2 separate regions of the Zea mays genome follow, and region 1 is linked to region 2. The links are chromatin contacts, called in public Hi-C maps. All regions are on one chromosome and are shown on one strand. Each heading gives the region's core, a stretch centred on a gene start, on an enhancer-like site or on the middle of the called end of the contact. The rest is flanking DNA. Distances are from core to core; before and after follow the strand shown. Region 1 holds the start of LOC100272719. Region 2 holds the start of LOC103627479 (SAUR11-auxin-responsive SAUR family member).

Evidence for each region. Hi-C and Micro-C count contacts between places; a contact is called where the count stands out from the background.
Region 1: a contact with region 2 is called in a Hi-C map of leaf, with 5 times the contacts expected there. The contact joins the promoter of LOC100272719 here to the promoter of LOC103627479 in region 2. A contact is called at or near these places in 4 of 25 Hi-C or Micro-C datasets (ear, endosperm, leaf and 1 more).

The regions. Positions count from the first base shown.
Region 1 is chr5:193,850,551-193,853,884 of Zm-B73-REFERENCE-NAM-5.0, forward strand. LOC100272719 reads left to right here and starts at 1,986. Exons shown (of 4, transcript NM_001147172.1): 1 at 1,986-2,099; 2 at 2,243-2,358.
Region 2 is chr5:193,684,654-193,687,738 of Zm-B73-REFERENCE-NAM-5.0, forward strand. It overlaps LOC103627479 (SAUR11-auxin-responsive SAUR family member), which reads left to right and starts at 1,273. Exons shown (of 1, transcript XM_008647776.3): 1 at 1,273-2,668. The coding sequence starts at 1,680. The coding sequence ends at 2,276.

The DNA.
Region 1 (3,334 bases), core at 736-3,235, 170 kb after region 2:
GAGACTCGCCTATCCGCTACTAGAAGACGATGGAGTTGTGAGGGGGTGTGCACGGTGGCGATCACGACCTCGAGTGCGTCGACATAGTTGGTGAGGTCGCGGATGATGATTGATTAGCGGGGTGGAGGTGAAGGCGAAGAAGAGGTCACGTTGGCGTGTTATATGGGGGCTGGAGCGAGGCGGGCGTTGCAGGCAGGAGGTGGTTAGCGTGCTGGTAGGGGACGCCGGACGGATGGGGCGACAGGCGGGTGGGTTGCGGCGTTGCCGAGCGACAATTGTGGAGGTCGACGGCGTGAGAGGAGCGAGGGGTGCACACGTTTGTTTCGGAGGTCACGAGTTGCATAACTCTTGGAGGTTACTAGGGCGGCGGACAGGTGGGGTCTGCATTTGCGGTGAAGCTTGGCGCCATGCGGGAGGACGAGGTTTTTCAGCCATGAATCTGTTGCGACTTGCGAGGTTCGTGGGGGGCCTCGAATGGTGACGATTGTGGGGGCGGGTGGAGATCACGCGCGGGTCCGTGGCGATGATGGGGAAGGGGCGTGCACGAAAGTTGTGCTTTATAATAGTAGAGATAGAGATATGACATTAACAGTCGCACGACAATCAACAACAATACATCACTAATAAATCTGGCAAGTAACACGAAAAAACATTGTTTAACCATAAAAAAGCAAAACACAAAGTGACACACGGACTGGTGCCCGAAACGGCCGGTGGCTGGTTGCCTAGGTTGAGTGAATGGATGCTTAAAAATATTGGAAGAGGTTGGGTTTGTTGTGGCGCTTATTACCTATTAGACCGCACACCTAATTTTATCGGGTGAATATTACCCATGGCTAAGCCGGTTCGGATGATTGCTTCCTAAATCCATATCCGCTTATCCAATGAGTGAGAATTTTGTTTCCTATTTATACCTATGGGGACAATTCTTGTCCCATACTCTAACCCTAAGGGATAGTTTGGGAGCGAGAAAATCAAAGGGAATTGAATGGGCTAGAATCTTCTTATTTAAAATTGAATAAAAAGATAATTTTAACCCCTCCAAGTTCTTTCAATTTTGTGGTTTCCAAACTAGCCCTACATGGAAAATTCTCGGTATCTACTCGATATCTCTACTCCACATCATGGTCGCCGTCGCCCACCGGTCACCGCCTGCACGCCAACACACGTAGCCTCTCTCCTTCCATCCTGCGCTCTTGGGCCCCACCTGTCTCCCGCGTCTCCACCGGTCAAACCGGCCACCCTCACCGCTCACAATCGGTGTGCACCTTCAACCGCTTTGGCCTACCTTATAAAAAAACTCGACCTACGGGTAAGACAACCTATAGAACAGACAAGAAGATTTTTTTTAATCACAGGTTGAAATTCGCTCCCACGGAGAATAAACTCAAGACTTGAGGAGTGATACTGGAGGACGTATCCTGTGCAATCACTCATTTTAGTGCAAGCGTGCAATCAAACTATCCAGAGCATCCAGTCTAGATCCAACGGTTTCATATGGAAGTGGTTAAATGTAAAATAGACACTAGGTTTCAGGTGGAAGGGGTTAAATGTAAAATAACAGTTACCATTAGATCTAGATCGGATGCACCAGATCGCTTGATTGCATGCTTGTACCAGGATAAGTGATTGCATAGGATATTTTCCCGTGATACTGAGACCATCTAACCGACTCGGACAAAGGACCTTTAGCTCTGGCTTACCTTATCAGTTCTCCCTTCTTGCCCACGCGAGAAAATTGGAATTATGCCATTATAAAACTTAGGATTCGCACAAATGCCATTATAGTAACACGCTTCGTTAATACGTCATTCTTAAACACTGGCTTACAGACAAAATACTATTTAGGGGTTATTTGAAAGATCAATATTTTTTACTATGCTGTTAGCAGTTGATCGGACAAAATCGCCATTCTCTTCTCTCCTTTTCTTATCCTCTGTCTCCTGAGCTCGCTCGTATAGTCGTATCTCCTCTCTGGACGAACAGAAAGGTTACCAGCAGCACCACGGCGAGATCTCCCCTTGGCGGGCCAAAACCGACGGCGAGCTTCACCGGCGTTGGTCGGCTCCCTTCTCTTCGCCGTTTTATTTTCCTCCCAGGTCGGTCTCCTCCACTATCCCCACAGAGGTTCCCCTTCTCCTTCCTTCGCTTTCTTTTTTTCCCCTGTCGCCGGCGGCGATAGGGTCCTGTTTTTCTTGCTTCGGCGGGCTGTAAATGCTTCCGGTCCTCTCCGGCGGTCCAGATCCGGCGGTGACCGTGCTCCTGTTCGTTCTTCTGGTCTTGATTCGATTGGGAGGGGAAGGGGTTCCTTCGGTCTTGGGAAATTCGAAGACATGCCTGCGCTCTACGCTTACGGAGGTGAGGAGGGAGAAAGACCTCTTCTTTGTTCTTATTTTCTTCGGAGCTTTGTTTTGATTTGAGATTTACGCTGGGAGGAAGTGATTACGTGTGCTCTTCCGTTCTGATTTTGATTGCTTCAATGGACAGATGGCGGGTGGCCGTGGTGGTCATGGCGGCGTGGTCGTCGTCGTCGTCCCGGCGCGCCCGCCGCCCTTGCACCACCGTCGCCGTGCAGACTGCGGAGAGCCTTGGTTTGTGGGGCGGGTAGGGGAGTCAGTGCTGCTGCTGACCTTTTTGGTTGGGGGTAAACCTGTCCGATCAACTGCTGACAGCACAGTAAAAGACGTTGATCTTTCAAATAAACCCTAAATGGCATTTTGTATAAGTCAGTGTTTGAGAATGGCGTATTGACAAAGCTTGTTCTCGTAATGGCATTTGAGCGAATCCTAATAAGTTTTATAATGGCAGAATTCCAATTTTCTCCGCCCACGCTGGTTCGTCTCGGACTCTCGGTTGGACTCCCCCAACTACCATTCGCTGTGAGTTTTTTTATTTCGGAAAAGAAGGAAGCACCGCGTGGTGGAGAGGAGATTTTGCTGGAACGGGACGCGATCTCGCCGTCCTCATCGGTCAAAGGCGGAGGGCATGGTTCTTAAGGCGGTAAGGCGAGATAAGGTGCCGGACCACCGCCTAGACGCCTAGGCGATGCCTAAGGCGAGCAAGGCGACGCCTTATCAACCCGAGAATCAGCAAAACAGCCTCATGGAGGAGGAAGAGAAAGAAAAAAGAAAAAGAAAAAAGGAGAAGGAAGGGGTAGGAGGCCCAGCCCACCAGCCAGCCCATATAATCCTTCCTCTGGCAACCCTAGGTTGCCTCTCTCCCCCACCATTCAGCTGCCGCTGCCCTCGATTGAGCCGCCGCCGCCTCAGATTCGCCGTCGCCGCCTCAGATTCGCCGCCGCCGCCGACGATTTGGACGCTGCCGCCAACGATTC
Region 2 (3,085 bases), core at 23-2,522:
GACGGTCCGCGGTCCGGACAGTCCCTGAGTTTTGTGCTACGGTTGTTAGCTAAAATCACGGGAAAAGCTCGGAAATTAGTTTGTAAAGGGTCCAGCCCCCCTCCTCTATAAATAGAGAGGTATACGGCCGATTTGTAACAATCAATCGAATCAATACAACTTCTATTTCGCATTTATTTCCTGTACAATTAGGAGTAGTTCTAGTTTAGCCTCTCGGTCCCCAAATTCTCCGCTTCTCTTCGACTCTACGTCGATTAGAGGAGTCTAGGTCAGCCTGCCTGAGCCTAGACAAATCCTCGGATCTCTCCTTCCCGACGGGGTCTCTCCCGGGAGCGAGATCCAGGCGTCGCCGACGATCCTCCGCCGCCCTTGCGCACGCGCGGACCGTCCGGCCCTAAGGCACGGACCGTCCGGTCGTCAGGCAGGGAACCCTAGCCCCTGCGCTAGGTTGCGGACCGTCCGGTCTTGTGCCGCGGACCGTCCGCGTCTGACTAGAGAGCACCGCCACGGTTCTTTTGAGTGATTGGCGCCTCCAAAAAGGTGTCAACAAAAACAAAGGACAGGACAGTCAGAGTCAGTCTCGACGAATGGAAGCCGAATCCGAGCTGACGAATCTTCCTGTCAGCCGTGGACGAAACGCGGCGGACACGGCCGCGATGTTGGGGTCTGATCTCCATGTCGATCAGTGGCGAAGTGGCAAGCACAAGCAGGGATCGGATGCCACACCACCGAGCGTCGTCCCCGGTGAGTGGCTTTCAGCCGGGCCGACCGGACCTGTTTGCGTTTTCGTCTCGCGTGATCCACGCTCGGTTTTGTGGGACGGTGTGCCACGCTTTTGTAGCTTTGTCCCCTGGTTGCGTCCCCGGGACTGGTAGTAAGTCGGTCGCCTCTTGTCCGTTTCGTCATTTCCTTGCAGCTTCACAACGTACGTAGTACGGTTCTTCCAGGAAGGACGTTTCAACAGGAAGCCGTAAAGTCAAGTAGTCCACTCAACTCAAGTGGGACCGGATCCGCGTCCTGCGCTTGCGCCATCTCAATATTTTCGATGGGACCAACGAATTTCACCCATTGGGAAATATATATTTCATTCAGGTTCGCAACTCGCCTGGTTTCTTAGCTAGCTACAGGTTGCACGTCTTTTCGTGTATATTCTACTAGGAGATTGTTCCAAATGGACGAGCCATATGTGGACTCTTCATATTTGGGGACATCCGACGTTTGTTTAGCATGCCTGAGAAATTTGGCAGGTGTTCATTGGACCACGTTAGCATTGATTTCTTCCACTTCTACTATCTATATGACGAGAGAAAAAGAGAGCCATGCATATGCCCGGGGCCCTGTCGACGAGAAAAAAAAATGATAAAGCTTAGCCAACCGAACAAGGTTGAGCCGTCCCACATAGTACGGTGCACCGTGTGTCACACCGTCCAACTCAAGCGAGCCTGATTGCCCGGCCATGTTCCACCCAAAACCGCGCTGGAATCTCGGCCAAAACGATCGAAATCCACCCCCTCGATCCCACACGCACAGCAGCCACAGCTCCTATAAGACAACCCGCGCTGTCGCGCTCCCTTGCCACCAGCCACTAGCTAGGACGTCGCTGCTTGCTTCCACGCCTCCTTACGGTTTATCCAAGCACAGCGAGAGACCTTTGCGCGTGTGCGCTCTCGTTCGGCGGCATGCTGACGAGGCGCCACGGAGGGTTCCGGCTCGGCCGGAAGCTGCTCAGCGTCTGGCGCTGGGCGCTCTGCCGCCGCCGGCGCCGCCGCGGCCGCGGGTACCTCCGCCTGCAGCCGTGCCAACGAGGAGGAGGCACCAACAAATCCCCGTCCCCCATGGCGGCGCATGCAGTGGTGAGCATCAAGATGATGCAGCAGCAGCAGCAGAAGCACGACGTCTCTGCTGGCTCCCCGCGGATGCTCACGTGGGGGCGGTCGCTGGCGCAGCGGGTGAGGCTCCTGCGCCGGCGCGGGGAAGGAGGACGGAAGGACCGGCTGCTGGAGGACGCCGCCGCGGAGGCCACCACGCCCAAGGGGCAGGTGGCCGTGTACGTGGGCGGCGGGGGCGAGTCGATGCGCTACGTGGTCCCCGTGGTGTACTTCAACCACCCGCTCTTCGGGGAGCTGCTGCGCGAGGCCGAGGAGGAGTTCGGCTTCCAGCACCCCGGCGGGATCACCATCCCGTGCGCGGCCTCGCGGTTCGAGCGCGCCGCCGCCGTGGCCGCCGCAGGCGGAGGCGGCGGCGCCGGGAAGAAGGTGCCTTCTGTCTGGTGGTAGCAGCACGTGGCCACCCGGTGGCCGGTGTACATACATACACACGTGCATGCCCATCAGGATCAGGCGGGCCTCAGCCGGTCAGCCGGCCCTCAGGACTCAGGAGGATCCCGATCGATTCCCATGGGCCATGGGGACTGACGATCCTTCTATATTTTTTTTTCTCTCTCCTTCTCGTTAGTTTGACTTTTCCTTTTTGCCCTCTTGCGCCGTTTGCTTGTGTGGATTGAGCATGTGCATGGGATGCGAGGAGGATGGATAGTTGTAGTTTGTTTGAGAGATGAACAAGGCTTTTTTTTTTAATTTAGGGTCAGCATAAACATGTTCCCATTCCCCCCCAACTTGCAAAGTCCATCATCATATATATCCATTTATTAGAGAGCATCTAATATGTACGTCAGGTGTGTTCTGATTCTCTTTGCAACTAACCCATCGATCCAGCTCTGACATAGTACTTAATTAGGTTGAAGTATAATATATTTTAGGGTGTGTTTGGTTGGGTGTACAATGAGGGATAGAATGAGACGGTAACAGTTTATATAGTGTTTTGATGAGAGTCACGTGGGGAAGAGGTAACCAAGTAATTTTTATATACACTATGCTAACAGAACACATGCATGCACGCGCACATCGGGATCAAACGGCTTTGGTAATGCTTCTGTCAGCTAAAACACAAACGAGATGTTTGGTTTGATGAATCACTCTATCCAAAATGAAGTGGTGCATCATGGTCCATTCCTCAAATTTGGTCGGATGACCCTATTCCATATATTAGTATTAAACACTTAACTATGAGGAATGAGATGGTGATG